Regions from separate parts of the Mus musculus genome. Here regions 1, 2, 3 and 5 are each linked to region 4. The links are chromatin contacts, called in public HiChIP or PLAC-seq and promoter capture Hi-C maps. All regions are on one chromosome and are shown on one strand. The core of a region is the stretch at or near the end of the contact, and the rest is flanking DNA. Distances in the headings are between cores, read along the strand shown.

Evidence for each region. Promoter capture Hi-C pulls out the DNA fragments that hold promoters and counts their contacts. HiChIP or PLAC-seq counts read pairs in DNA pulled down with a chosen protein or histone mark.
Region 1: a contact with region 4 is called in a promoter capture Hi-C map of pre-B cells, with 4 times the contacts expected there. The contact joins the promoter of Vhl here to the promoter of Thumpd3 in region 4. A contact is called at or near these places in 6 of 39 promoter capture datasets (the 3T3-L1 cell line, fetal liver, hippocampal neurons and 3 more), 1 of 484 Hi-C or Micro-C datasets (CD8 T cells), 2 of 115 datasets of contacts at active chromatin or transcription factors (embryonic stem cells and regulatory T cells) and 2 of 9 other capture datasets (adipose tissue and liver).
Region 2: a contact with region 4 is called in a promoter capture Hi-C map of hippocampal neurons, with 4 times the contacts expected there. The contact joins the promoter of Ssu2 here to the promoter of Thumpd3 in region 4. A contact is called at or near these places in 2 of 39 promoter capture datasets (hippocampal neurons and stem cell-derived epiblast-like cells) and 1 of 115 datasets of contacts at active chromatin or transcription factors (embryonic stem cells).
Region 3: a promoter capture Hi-C map of 3T3-L1-derived adipocytes shows a contact between it and region 4, with 5 times the contacts expected there. The contact joins the promoter of Oxtr here to the promoter of Thumpd3 in region 4. A contact is called at or near these places in 13 of 39 promoter capture datasets (the 3T3-L1 cell line, 3T3-L1-derived adipocytes, HPC-7-derived erythroid cells and 7 more), 1 of 484 Hi-C or Micro-C datasets (myocytes), 4 of 115 datasets of contacts at active chromatin or transcription factors (astrocytes, embryonic forebrain, embryonic stem cells and 1 more) and 1 of 9 other capture datasets (embryonic stem cells).
Region 5: a contact with region 4 is called in an H3K4me3 HiChIP or PLAC-seq map of embryonic stem cells, with 9 read pairs. The contact joins the promoter of Brk1 here to the promoter of Thumpd3 in region 4. A contact is called at or near these places in 2 of 39 promoter capture datasets (hippocampal neurons and pre-B cells), 2 of 484 Hi-C or Micro-C datasets (CD8 T cells and regulatory T cells), 3 of 115 datasets of contacts at active chromatin or transcription factors (all in embryonic stem cells) and 1 of 9 other capture datasets (liver).

Annotation. Positions count from the first base shown.
Region 1 is chr6:113,622,576-113,625,275 of GRCm38.p6, forward strand. It overlaps Vhl (von Hippel-Lindau tumor suppressor), which reads left to right and starts at 1,419. Exons shown (of 3, transcript NM_009507.4): 1 at 1,419-1,803. The coding sequence starts at 1,566.
Region 2 is chr6:112,386,773-112,389,472 of GRCm38.p6, forward strand. It overlaps Ssu2 (ssu-2 homolog (C. elegans)), which reads right to left and starts at 1,251. Exons shown (of 12, transcript NM_175525.3): 1 at 1,200-1,251. The coding sequence starts at 1,227.
Region 3 is chr6:112,488,432-112,491,131 of GRCm38.p6, forward strand. Oxtr (oxytocin receptor) reads right to left here and starts at 1,394. Exons shown (of 2, transcript NM_001081147.2): 1 at 448-1,394. The coding sequence starts at 1,366.
Region 4 is chr6:113,044,965-113,047,664 of GRCm38.p6, forward strand. It overlaps Thumpd3 (THUMP domain containing 3), which reads left to right and starts at 1,338. Exons shown (of 10, transcript NM_008188.3): 1 at 1,338-1,426; 2 at 2,451-2,700. The coding sequence starts at 2,483. Gm43868 (predicted gene, 43868) reads right to left here and starts at 1,207. Exons shown (of 1, transcript NR_164179.1): 1 at 1-1,207.
Region 5 is chr6:113,603,367-113,606,122 of GRCm38.p6, forward strand. Brk1 (BRICK1, SCAR/WAVE actin-nucleating complex subunit) reads left to right here and starts at 1,406. Exons shown (of 3, transcript NM_133937.1): 1 at 1,406-1,530. The coding sequence starts at 1,413.

The DNA of each region.
Region 1 (2,700 bases), core at 169-2,668, 580 kb after region 4:
TTGGTTTTTTGGGTTTTTGAGACAAGGTTTCTCTGTCTGTCCTGGAACTCACTTTGTAGACCAGGCTGGCCTCGAACTCAGAAATCCTCCTGCCTCTGCCTCCCAAGTGCTGGGATTAAAGGCGTGCGCCACCACTGCCCGGCCCGTACATTTAAAAAAAGCTCATCTGATGAAACTTCTGCCAGAAATGTCTATGGAAAAATGGCACTGAATGTTATCTGATAGTAGTTGTATGCTAATTCTTTGAACCAGTCATGGTAGCACATATCTAGAATGCCAGTACTTGGGAGGCAGACACAGGAGTGCCACTAATTTGAGGCCAGCCTGGGCTATATATATTCAGCTGCAAGGCAATGGGAACTATGCAATAAGTCTGCGTCTAAAAAGAAAAAGACAAAATATTTTAAAATTCTATTCACAAACATAAAAAAGTTTGAAAGGAAACAAAAACTGGTAATACTGTTTTCTGGGAATGCAGATGGAAAAGGAGGGAAAGTTTTACTTTTGTACTCTGGAAGACATTTTGAAATGTGTAGTTAAAAATAGAGACAGACTCAAACTCATCAATGAGAAAAACTTTAAATAATAGCATAGGTGGGCCCGGCAGCGGTGGTACTCAGCTTTTATATCAACACTTGGGAGGCAGAGGCAGGAGATTGGAGGTCAGACTGGTCTACAGAGTGAGTTCCAAGAGAGCTGGAGCTACCCAGAGAAACCCTGTCTTGAAAAACCAAAAAGCAAAGGCAGAAGGGGAAATATGGCAAGCCCGTGGAGATCTTAAGAGAAGAAATTAAATTTAAGTACACTCAAAAAAAAAAAAATATATATATATATATGAGGCTCATGCCTGTAATTCCAGCACTCTGGAGTCAGAGGCAGGAGATCACTCTTAAGTTTGAAGCTGGTTTGGTCTGTACACGGAATTCCAGACCAGCCAGGGGGAAACAATGCTACCCAAAAAAAAAAAAAAAAAAAAATCCAACTGCCCTTGGTCCCTGTTCTCTGGAGTCTGAGGCAGGGAGATCTTTGAGTTCAGGACAAGCCGGATATACATAATGAGTTCTAGGCCTACATAGTGAGACCCTACCTCAAAGCAAGTCTTTCTGGCATGGAGATAACGGCTTTAATCCCAGTACTCTGGAAGCAGAGGCAGGCAGATCTCCGAGAGTTCGAGGCCAGACTGATCTAGGGTGTGAGTTCCAGGACAGCCAGGATTACACGAAGAAACTCTATCTTGGGGGAAAAAAAAAAAAGAAGGAAAAAGAAAAGGAAAGGAAACAAACAGAAACCCAACTGTAGGAGGTGGAATTTATAACCCGGGGCTCCGCCGCGGCCCCGCCCCGCCGCCCCGCCGCCCCGCCCACTGCTGCGGCCCCGCCCACCGCCGCGGCCCCTGGCTCCGTGCCGCCCCGCCCCCCAGTTTGAGGGCTCCCGGCGGCCATTTCCGCCTTCAAGTTGCCCGGAGCGCGTCTGGGACCGGCAGACCTGTCCCGGAGCGCGTAGATCCGCACGCACGCACGCGCCGCCCACGTCCAGCTTGCGAATCCGAGGGACCCGTTCCAATAATGCCCCGGAAGGCAGCCAGTCCAGAGGAGGCGGCGGGGGAGCCCGGTCCTGAGGAGATGGAGGCTGGGCGGCCGCGGCCGGTGCTGCGCTCGGTGAACTCGCGCGAGCCCTCTCAGGTCATCTTCTGCAACCGCAGCCCGCGCGTCGTGCTGCCTTTGTGGCTCAACTTCGACGGCGAGCCTCAGCCCTACCCGATCTTACCACCGGGCACCGGCCGCCGCATCCACAGCTACCGAGGTACGAGCCGCGCGCTAGGCCGCTGCTGCTGTAACAGGCGGGGCGCTTTCTCTCCGACCCCGAGCATCTTGTCCCTACCCACTGCATCTACCCCGAGAAAATGCCCGGCCCCTACCAGTGATTTCGGATGCAGTGTTAACCCAGTTCCCGGTCAGGTTCGGCATGCGAACCTGCCTTGGTGATGACAACTTGGAGGGTTACAGACAAAAAAAATGTATGAACAGACAAGAACCAGCCTGTGTCATAATTGCTGCGCTAGGCACCGAGCTTAGAGGTTTGCGAAAGCATGGGCAGAGTGTGGGTGCGTCCAGGTGAAGAAAGAGCACGCAGCTTAGGAGAACCGGAGTAGGATAAGTCAGCTGAGGGAGTTAACAGTTGTAGTTGGGGGATCACCTTTACCGATTGGCGTCTTGGCCGAAAACAAGTGAGTATGGGATAACGGGTTGAACTCTCGATCTTTCTGCCTTCGCCACTGATTTCAGGTTTGTACCAAGCCTGACCACGTAAGCTTATTAACTGTGACAAGCATCAGTGGAAGTCAGTCAGTTCTATCAGTGTCATGACTGGATGGCTATGAAAAACAAGTGAAGCCGCTCTCAGGTGTACAATCCCCAGGACTCAGAAAACCGAGGCAAGATGACTGCACCAGGCTTTTTTGGTTTGCCGCCAAACAGTGAGAGAAAAAGTTCAAAAGTTGATTTTAGCCGTAGTGAATTGGGGCTGTTTGACATTGCCTTATTTATGTATTGAAAAAAAATGTACCCAGATCTGTGTGTGGTAGCCCAGGACTCAGGAGGCCAAGACAGAAGGATTTCACTGAGTGCAAGTCCAGCCTTGGCTAAGCCCCAAGATTGTGTCTGAAGCAACCAGCCAGACAGCTGAGTGATGTGGGAATTT
Region 2 (2,700 bases), core at 1-2,500, 660 kb before region 4:
CAGTAGACACATATGAGCATCAGATGTGCAAAGCATGAGTGTGTGTGACTAGAACTTCATTTAAGCATGTACAAGAGACATTCAGACCGCTCTACGTCCACGCTTCCTATCACACTCCTGCCTCTGAACCCTCAGTTCTCTTTTTCAGTCCCAACAGCCTTAGAAAACAAAGTTCAGAGAGGTTGAGTGAGCTGAGTTGAGTGGCCCAACACTTAAGAGGTAGAGCCTGGAGCAGAATCTAACTCTGACTTGCTAGCTTAGCCTAGTGGGAAGGGAAATGATATCTGTAAATTCAAGGTCTTCTAAGGATTAAAAAAAAAAAAAAGATGGCACTGTGTATGCAAAGATACAAAGATCTTCAGTTCCAGGATCCATGATGTTTCTGGGTCACAGACCTCTCTAGGGATCCCCATGAAAATGTTGAGCCTTTCATTGCATCCTCAGAAAAGATATTGTAGCCATACCCTCACAGACAGACCTCCTAACCCAATTTCCTTTTACGTGGGGGAAAAAATGGAGGCTCAGAGATGTTAAGTGTCTTGGCCCAAGATCACACAATGCAAACCAAAGCCAGGACTTGAAAAATGTCCCCAACTCTCCATCTATTGCTGCTCCAACCACCACCACATTGCCTGTTCCAACCCAGGGAGAAAACTTTATGTTAAACATAGTCCATTTCCTCTGAAACCTGTTTCCTTCCTTGGGTTTGAAGCAGCCCTTCAATCCCATTGTATTTCTGTCCTGCTAATGACAGACAGGAGTCACCAGGGCTGTGACACCAGTGGTAATGAGCAAGCAAGAGGGGATGGAGATTTGGGCAGCTGTGCTGTGGGATTCGCTGCATCTGGGAGTGGGAGAGAAGAGTCCTGGGGGTTTTCAGGCTTTTGTGCTGCTGCAGAAGAGAGTGGTCACTGTCACCTGGAGAAAGAGGGGGAGAAAGAACCAGCAGACATGGACAGGCCACAGTAGACAGGAAGATGTCCATGGGGTAGCTGTGGCTTTTTGCCCCATGCCCATTGTCCCAAGGCAGATAATAGAGAGACTGTGGGCTGTCATGGGCTGTCTTTCCAGAATAAAGAAAAAAGGGGGGAAGGCAGGTGATCAGGACAGAGATGCTGGTGAAAGGCAGGTGATATACAGCCAGGTCTTGCTCTGTGTTGGCTACAGAAGTGGCCCCCGCCATCCCAGTCTCTACTCACTGTCCTCCTCACTCGGGTCCCTGTCCATGGTCGAGGCGTCCAGCCAAGTAACGAGTCTGTGCTCCTGAGGACCGAGGTTCCAATCTGAGGGACTACCCTCAGCCCCTCCCAGCCCATTGTTACCGATCTGGACATAACAGAGGCAAAGCCACCATATGTCCATCAGAGCAGAGCCCCGCCCTATGTCCCAGGTCCTTGAGAGTCCCATAAGAGGCCTTTTACTTGCCAAGCTCACGTGGAAGTTCTAGAGACCTGGGTCCCTGCTACATTCAGTGTGGATACTCACATCCTGCCATTGTTCCCAGCCAAGACTCAAATTCTTCTCTGTCTGAAAAAAGCCTGAGAACCAGGTCATCTTGGTTCTCCATATACCAGTTCAGAGCAGGTTTTTAAGTCGGAGCACGCGGAACTGGTGAGCTACCACAGGAGACTGCCTGTCAAGGGAGAGACTACATAGGTTTTCAGATTGCCTGGGGTGCCTAAAATCTAGTCAGGATTTGTCTCTTGTCTTGTGAAGGCTTGGAATAGGAGGCACACAGCACATCATAGACAAAGCCAGGGCTCCAGCCAGGATGTGGATCATCCTGATACCACTATACCTAAGCCCTGGGAAGCCCCTGTAGGGTTGGTTGGGGAAGTGTGCAGGGGCTGGAAGTCAGGACCTCAAGCCCCTGGAGACAACCCTACCATTGAACTAAGCCCCAGATTTCTCTGAATTGTGTGCATGGGTTTAAGGTCGTGGGTGGGTGGGTGCATGTGTGTATGTGCACGTGTGTGCATGAGTGTATGAGTGTGCGTGTGTGTGTGTGTGTGTGTGTGTGTGTGTGTGTGTGTGTGTTCAGGCATGCACACATGTGGTGTAGGCACCTCTGGTGTTGATTCTCAGATACTATCCACATTTTGTTTGAGACAGAGTCTCATCAGCCTGGAACTTCACCATGCAGGCAGGCTAGGCTGGCTACCCAGGGACTCTCTCTGTCTCCCATCTCACTATTACTAGAAATGTAAGTCCAACCTACCACATCCAGCTTTTTATATAGATTCTGGAGATTTTTTTTTTCTGAGACAGGGTTTCTCTGTGTAGTCCTGGCTGTCCTGGAACTCACTCTGTAGTTCCAGGCTGGCCCCAAACTCAGAAATCTGCCTGCCTCTGCCTCCCAAGTGCTGGGATTAAAGGCGTGCACCGTTCATGCTTACACACCCCGTGCTTTACTGACTGATCCATCCCTCCAGCACCCTCTGCAGACTGGGAAAGGTCTTTACAAGCCTTTTGCCCTGAGACTGAAAATCTTTCATCCCTCACCCTAGGAAGGCCATCCCGCTCCTCCAGATGAGTCTAAATACTAACCACCAAAGTTGGTCTCCCAGTGATAGATGTAGAGGGCTTGAAAGTTGGTCCCATCCCCCAACCCCCACTGTGGCCTAATCAGGGTTTCCTCTGGGACTGGGAATATCCCTAACCAAGGTCATGGTGCTGTGGTCTGACCTGACTTGCCTAGCC
Region 3 (2,700 bases), core at 144-2,643, 560 kb before region 4:
TTCTTAGGTTGACCCTATCCAATCCGGACTTTCTGTGCTCAGGCTGACTTAAACTCATAAATTAAACTCAAAGTAGAGAAAGCCTGAGCCTGTGGTCAGGATGAAAACCCACTTCCATTCTGTCTCTCTGTAGGAAAGACAGTCGCCTGCCTCAGTTTCCCCCTCCTCAATAAGAATTTTCACACTGAAAGTTGCCCCAGGCCTGCACTGGAGTTCTTGCCTGCCTTCTGGCAAGAGTTTGCACTCTCGTGGGTATTTCTATGCTGTAGTCCTGGAGACACAGAGAAGTGACCTCCTCAAAGTCCAGAGACTGATGGACCTCGGGAGTGGAGTGCCACCAGAGACTGATGATGATGTGGAACCAGAAAGACCCTAGAACCCTGGGAGTCCAGAGATAGTGGAAGTAGGGCCTGGCCCTGCCACCCTCTTCCTCTCCACCCTCACTACCTTCTTTGGGCGCATTGACGTCCCAGACGCTCCACATCTGCACGAAGAAGAAAGGCGTCCAGCACACGATGAAGGCCAGAACAATGATGAAGGTCATCTTCACTGTGCGGATTTTGGCCTTGGAGATAAGCTTGACACTACTGACCCGTGCCAACGCCGCACGGCCAGCTCCACCGGCTGCGTCACTCCCCTCGGCAGCTGCCGCCGCGGCTGCCGTCTTGAGTCGCAGATTCTGCCAGATCTTGAAGCTGATGAGACCATAGCAGGCGGCCAGCACGATGACCGGTACAATGTAGACGGCGAGCGTGATCCACGTGACGTAGGCCTTGGGTCCCCAGGGCTGGATGAAGACCGCCCAGCAATCGAAGACGCCGTCCGCCACTTCGCGCAGCGAGAAAATGTGCACCTGCGGCACGCTGGCCACCAGGCAGCCGAGCCACGTCGCCAGCACCGCCAGGCGGTCGGTTCGGCGGCGCAGTGAGCGCAGCGGCTGGCAGATGGCCAGGCAGCGGTCGAGCGACATCAGCAACAGCAGGTAGGTGGAGGCGAACATGCCCACCACCTGCAAGTATTTGACCAGACGACACAGCAGGTCGGGCCCGTAGAAGCGGAAGGTGATGTCCCACAGCAGCTGCGGGAGAACCTGGAACACGGCCACCACCAGGTCGGCGATGCTCAGGTGCTTCATGAAAAAGAAGAGGCGCGAGTGCTTGTGGCGCGTCGTACGCAGCGCCAGCAGCACGCACGCGTTGCCACTCAGAGCCAGGAACAGTATGAGACACAGGACCGCCACCTCCACGCGCGCCAGGGCCTCGTTGCGTCGTGGCGGCCCGGCCGTGAGGTTACCCTCCGCCCCTGGTGGCACTCCACTCCCGAGGTCCAACTCGATACTCCAGTTGGCTGCGGGCGTGCCCTCCATGACCAACCGCGACCGCGACCGCGACCCTGAGGGAGCACCCGGCCTTGAGGCTCTTTAAAGTGTGGCACGTGGGGCGGGGCCCGGCGCTCAGTCCAGGTGTCTATGGGAGCACTCTGGCACTGACCTGCCTGTCCTCTCCCTGAAACAAACCAGGAGAACCGTGACAAGACCGTTGCGCTTCACTTAGGACCCGCGAGTGGGGCGTGTGTGTCCCCTCCCTGGGAATTTGAAGTTACCTGAGTCTCAGTGCACCAGCCCAGCCTTGGAGCTGCGCAGTGGTGGTGACTTCTCGGTGGTGACCGTAGGAATCCTAGTTTGAGGTACCTCCTTTGAGCTTCTGCAGATGCCCCTGCGCTTAGGTCCCAGGAAAGAGTCAGCCGCTCTGCCTGCAGAGAGGAAGCTTGCGATTAACCACTCTGCCCAAGAACAAGGACACACACCCCCAGCAGCCTCTCCCCACAGAGAACCCCCAAACCTACACCTCTCCTGTCAGGACACAGCACAGCCACGCCCTAAGGGATCCCCGAAGCCAGCCCCCGTAGTAAAAAGCTTTACTACGGGTACATCTTCCTGGGGTCCCCCCAAAAGCCCATCCTTCTTCACCTCCTGCTTCCAAGACTCAGCCCCAGCTCCCACAACTTCCCAACGCCGCTTGCTTCCGGAGGGACTCCCGCCTGCGAGCATAGTGCCCCCTCCTTACCTCCCACCCACCCCCACCCCCACCCCCACCCCCGCGCAACGCAAGGCTGCTATGCCAAAGACCCCAGAGGACGCCTTTCACAGAATCCCCAGCCCAGGAGCCCCGACAGTCAGGGGCTTTGCACCTTCGTCCAAGCTGTCACTTTTCAGTCTCTCTCGGTACACCCTGAGCACCTCCCGGAACCAGAGACGTGAAACGCGCCAGATCCTTCCCTCCGAACCTGAGGGTCCTACAGGTAGGTCCTAGGCATCCTGTCGCCACAGTGCGCAGGACCCAGCCACTTGAAGCGAGACTGCAGGTTAGCCCAAAGTTGCCTTGCCACCGGGGAAGTTGCACCACAGTGGATGGCCTCAGAGATGCATGGATTCTCCGCCCAGATTGGGAAAGCTGCTGGCGCCACCCTCCGTGCCACCAGGGGTAGAGATCTCGGCGTCTTTGCAAACTCCTACCTAGCCTGCGGCTTTGCTGGTGGCTGGATGCCTTAGGAAGGCAAGGGGAGAGCGCCAGCCAGGCTGTGAGCTGACCGAGTCAGCGCGCGGCGCTGTCTGAAGCTTTTCCACAACGGGAACCCTGAGCTGCGGCACCACATATGTCCGCTAGGGGGCAGAGCAAACCGGCCGCGGCGATCCCAGTG
Region 4 (2,700 bases), core at 88-2,587:
GTACACTTGTGGAAGTCAGGGGGCAACCCATGGAGTTTGTTCTCTCCTTCCACAGTGTGGGTCCTGGGGATAGAATGCAGATGGCCAGGCTTGATGGCAGACACCTTTTACATGCTGGGCCGTTTGTCAGACCCCTTTTTTATTTTTTACTAAACTACAACGCCGCTTTCTACGATACTGGCTGCTCCTAAACTCTTTGATGCATCCAAGGCAAGGATCCGGTTTTTACCTTTCTCATTGTCCGTGCTGACAAGGACAGTGTGGCTCCATGCCTCAGCTGCTGCTGCCACCACTGAAACTTTAAACAATTTTTATTATTTATTTATTTATTTATTGGTGAGGATGAGGGGAGAGGCAGAGAGAGAGATTGCAATGCAGTGTCATAATGCCCTTGGAGCCAGACTTGGCTGTCAGAGCCCCTGAAGTTACAGGTATTGAGAGCGGCCAGAGGTGGGTGGGTGCTGGGTACCAAATTTGAATTCTCTGGAAAAGCAAGCCTTAATCACTGAGCCATCTCTCCACCATCGCTCCCCCCCCCCCCCCAAAATCCGGCTGTCTCTTTCTGTTGAGTTCTAAGTTTCCTCTTTTAAAATGTTACATTTGGGGCTGGTGAGACGTCTTAGAGGGTAAAGGCTCTTGCTACCCATCCTGATTAGCTGAGCTGGATCACTGGAACCCACGTGGTGGAAGAGAAGCAACTTCTGCCAAGTTGTCCTCTGACCTCAGGTGTGGCACACAAGCTCCCTCCACACACACAGGAAATACATGTAACTAAAATATAGGAAATGTAACCTTTGGCATATATAGAGAAACATGATCTGAAAACCGCAGGCTAGGCTAGGGGCTATACTCTAGTTACAGCACAGCTTGCCGGTCCCTGCAGAATCCAAGCCGGGTATGGTGGCGCACACCTGTAGTCCTAGCATCCCGGAGGCAGAGACAGCGGATATCTGTGATTTCCAGGACAGAACGATCGACAAAACGAGCAGGCCAGTCAGGGCTACATAGTGAGACTCCAATCTCAAAAAGAAATTCCAAGTAAAGAGTGTTGTGCAAGACGGGAATGGGGGAGAAGAATCTCTTTAGCCTCGGTTTCTCTGGCTTTAAGACTGGAATCAAGTCCCAGTCTCACCCCAGTGCTCGACACTGAGGGCAGAGGAAGTAGAACAACCGAGCATCCGCTCGCTAGGAGAGCGCCCTCCGCAGTGGTTCCCTCCGGGCAGGTGACCGGCCTACCGGCCGTTCTTCCTCTTCCGGGTCAGAGTGCACCCAACTGCGCACAGCTCTCCGCGCACACTCCCCCGCCTACCCCGGAGCGTGGGAGCACCGTGCCCTCCGAGGCCTGACTTCCGTTTCCGGGCTGGCACCTCGGCTTCCGGCGGCGTGCTCGCGGTGCGGAGACCGGAAGGGTCTGTGCTTGCTGCCGGTAACTGGCCGCGGCTGGGAGTGGCCGGGTGGGTGGGACGCAGGGGAAGACGGCGGTGGCTTCGTATAGGTCGGTGCTGGGGCTGAGCGTCTGGACTCTCGCTGGGCTTCGCAGAGGGTGGGAGTGAGAGAGCCACTGCCCTTCGGTCCGAACAGCCCTTCTGCTCTCCACACTGTCCGTAGGAGTTGTGTTCACAGTGGCGAACGGTGACACGGTGGAACCGCGTTCACCTCTGTGGCCTGTTCTTGGTTGGCACAGCATTAGGGACAAGGAAGATGTTAGCTTAAGCCACGGCGCTTTTGAAAAGCTGGTGGGAGGTGTGGGCCCTCCATCACGGTAACACCACTCCAGCCCCTTCAACCTCCACAAACACTCCCACAGGACGTCTGTATTACTAGCTTCAGACATTTCCAAGGTGTCCCCAGCATGCGCGTCATTGGATCTCGGCGTCACCACATAGTAGGCTTTCAGATATTTGTAATTGTTTAGATAGTGGAAGTTGAGTTAATCTTTAATAAATTCACTGCCCACTTGTCTACATGGCGGAAAGTAGATACCTCACCCATACATTAAAAGTTTTGATCATTAGTCCAGAATTGTGTTGTTCTCGTTAAAATCTTCTGTCTTTGGGAAAGAGAGATATATTTAGTTTCCAGTTCGAAACTAGGCAGGAGTAACTTGCTTCCTGGACCCGCGAGTGTGGGAAGCAAGAATTTTTAACTCTGAACCACTACAGCCTCACATCCTGAAGTGCTAAGCTGAAAGAGCAACAGAGGAGCTTCTCTATTCATGTTAGCAAATGTAAGATGGTGCTTACCAACACAGATGAGCCTAAGCCAAGCACTGCATGCAGTGGAAACACTCTTGTCTTTTCTCCTGATGAGCCTGCATATTGCTTGTTTAGTCACGTTTCACTGCCTGTAATCCGTGCCCTTATTTATACTACAGTTTTAACTCGATAGGTACATTGAAATACAAAAAGAGATGGCATTGTTTCCCTTTTTCTTCCCTGTATTGCCTCTAGAGACTGTTGGTCCTTTTAGAAACATCTCCATCATGTCTTGTGACACTCAAGAAGCTACCAGAGAGTGCCTGGGTATGAACCTTGATGGCAACAAAGAGCCTGTGTCGCTGGTAGAAAGCGGCGTCAGAAGTGAGTCGGAGCATCTCCAAGTCACTATTGGAGCCACTGTACCCACTGGCTTTGAACAAACGGCTGCGGGGGAAGTGAGAGAGAAACTGAAGTCGGCCTGCAGAATCAGCAAAGACCGCGG
Region 5 (2,756 bases), core at 156-2,655, 560 kb after region 4:
GTATTTGGCAGCTTGGCGTGGTGGCGCATGCCAGCACTCGGGAGGCAGAGACAGGCGGATATCTGAGTTCGAGGCCAGCCTGGTCTACAAAGTGAGTTCTAGGACAGCCAGGGCTACACAGACAAACCCTGATTTGGAAAAAGAAAGAAAGAAAGAAAGAAAGAAAGAAAGAAAGAAAGAAAGAAAGAAAGAAAGAAAGAAAGAAAGAAAGAAAGAAAGAAAGAAAGAGAGAAAGAAAGAGAGAGAGAAAGAGAGAGAGAAAGAGAGAGAGAGAGAGAGAAAGAGAGAGAAAGAGAGAGAAAGAGAGAGAAAGAGAGAGAAAGAGAGAGAAAGAGAGAGAAAGAGAGAGAAAGAGAGAGAAAGAGAGAGAAAGAGAGAGAAAGAGAGAGAAAGAGAGAGAAAGAGAGAGAAAGAGAGAGAAAGAGAGAGAAAGAGAGAGAAAGAGAGAGAAAGAGAGAAAGAGAGAGAAAGAGAGAGAAAGAGAGAGAGAAAGAGAGAGAAAGAGAGAGAAAGAGAGAAAGAGAGAGAAAGAGAGAGAAAGAGAGAGAAAGAGAGAGAAAGAGAGAGAAAGAGAGAGAAAGAGAGAGAAAGAGAGAGAAAGAGAGAGAAAGAGAGAGAAGAGAAAGAAAGAAAGAAAAGTATTTTGCTCATTTGGTAAATATGGAGATTCAGAGTTGGTGGGACACCTCGAACAATAAAGACACTGAAGCTGATGATCTGAGTGTTCAGTCCCACAAGATGGAAGGTGAGGAACCCACTCCTGCAAGTTGTCCTGTAACTTCCGCCCGCGTGTTGTGCCACGTAAGCGCTCACATATAATACGAATAAAATAATTTTAACCTGGCGGTGGTGGCCACATTTTTAATCTCAGCACTCCGGAGGGAAAGGCAGGCTGATCTCTGTGAGTTCGAGGCCAGCCTGGTCTACAGAGGGAGTACAAGGACAGCCAAGACTACACAGAGAGACCCTGTCTCGAAAAACAACAACAACAACAAATTTTAAAAGAAAACGAGAATGAACAGAGTTGTGACCCAAGCATGACAAGCATTCTGAATAAACGGGATTCGTGGACTGTGCCCATCACAGCTAACAAGGTGCAAGAGAGCTTGGAGCAACCCTTAGGCGGAGGTGGGAATGTGTGGGCGCCCCCTAACGACAAGATCCGCTAGTGGTCAGCGGGTGCTTGTAACCGGGGACAGGGTAGCTCTTAGTCTTCACATCGCGAGTGGAGGAATCTTGTTTACCCCAGCGTGGGAGCCAAGCTAGAGCGCAGGGATTAGAGTGCGCACGCGCGTCGCTCTGCCAGCCCTTTCTGGGGCTCGAACACTCGGGTACTGGCTGGCGGCGCAGGCGCGCTGGAGGCCTGTAGAGGTCGCGGCGCCTGCGCAGTCACTCTTCCTCAGGCGGCCGCCATGGCGGGACAAGAGGATCCGGTGCAGCGGGAGATTCACCAGGACTGGGCGAACCGGGAGTACATTGAGATCATCACCAGCAGCATCAAGAAAATCTCAGACTTTCTCAACTCTTTCGGTCAGCGGGCGAGCAGGGGAGGCTGGGAGGAGGGAGGCCTGGGAGGCGGCCGGCGGCGGGGAGGAGAGGCGCGCCGCCCTGGCTACTCGCTTCCTCTTTGGCTGCCCGCCGGCCCCAGTGCCCTCACCCCGAGCCTCACTGGGCCGTTTCCGAGGGTCTACCCTGCCCGTTGCCATGCCCCACTTGCGCTCGTCAGCACGCCCACTGTCCAGCCTCTTAGGCCCATCCATCATCCGCCCCGGTTTGCGCCGCGCTTCCGTGCCAGTCTTCACTTGGCAGGCAGTGCGCAGCCGTGTCACGGTCACGGTCGCGCTTACTGTTGAGAGACTCCTGCTCGTTGTCCATCTCCTTCAGGAAGAAGTCCGAACCCCTTTGATGTCATGCCTTCTATTGCTCCCGTTTAACCACTCCCGGCAGGTTCATTCATCCCCGGCTCGATTTGGTGCTAGTGCTGAGGGTTGTAAGGGATGGGGCCCGCTCGGGCCTTGGGAATGGCTTTTCTAGCCCTGTATCTGCTTCATGGTAGGTGCTCTGGATGCTTCTGTCTGGCTCCTCGGATTTTACAGGGCAGATGGTTTCAGCAGAGTCCACTTTTCCAAAAAACTATTCCTAGGTGTGGCCGGCTAGTGACAGTCTTGATTTCTTTCTGCGTGCGTTCCTAGCCTTCTGGACTGAAAACCTGTTACAGACTTCTTATGGTCTCCGGAAGGGTTCTTTCAGGGACCTTCTTACACAATACAAGACGTGCAGATGGCATCCAGTGATCTTTTTCACTAGAGTGCTTTGGTTCTACTAATTAGCAACTTTCAGCATCTTGGGGAGAAAGTGCTGTATTTTGAAAAAAATTAAAGTGAATCGTATATTTTCTAGCTAAAGACCCGATGAGTCCTAAGTAGTATGATAGAAGGTAACCGAACAGTAGCTTCAATTACGGGGTGTAGTTCAGGGATTGGGCTCCTGAGTGGTAAGCACAAGACCCCGGCATCCCCCACTTCTTAGAGTTTTCTTTCTCTCTCTCCTTTTTTTTCCTCCTTTTTTTGTGTTTTGTTTTGTTTTTTGGTTGGTTGGGGGTTTTTTGTTTTGTTTTGTTTTTGTTTTTTGAGAAAAGAGAACAAAAAGGAAATTGGAAATGCATCATTAAGGGGCAGGGGATGCCTAGTCTGTAGAGTATTGGCCTAGCACCCACACACCATGCCTTTAATAGCAGCACTCAGGATGCAGAGGCA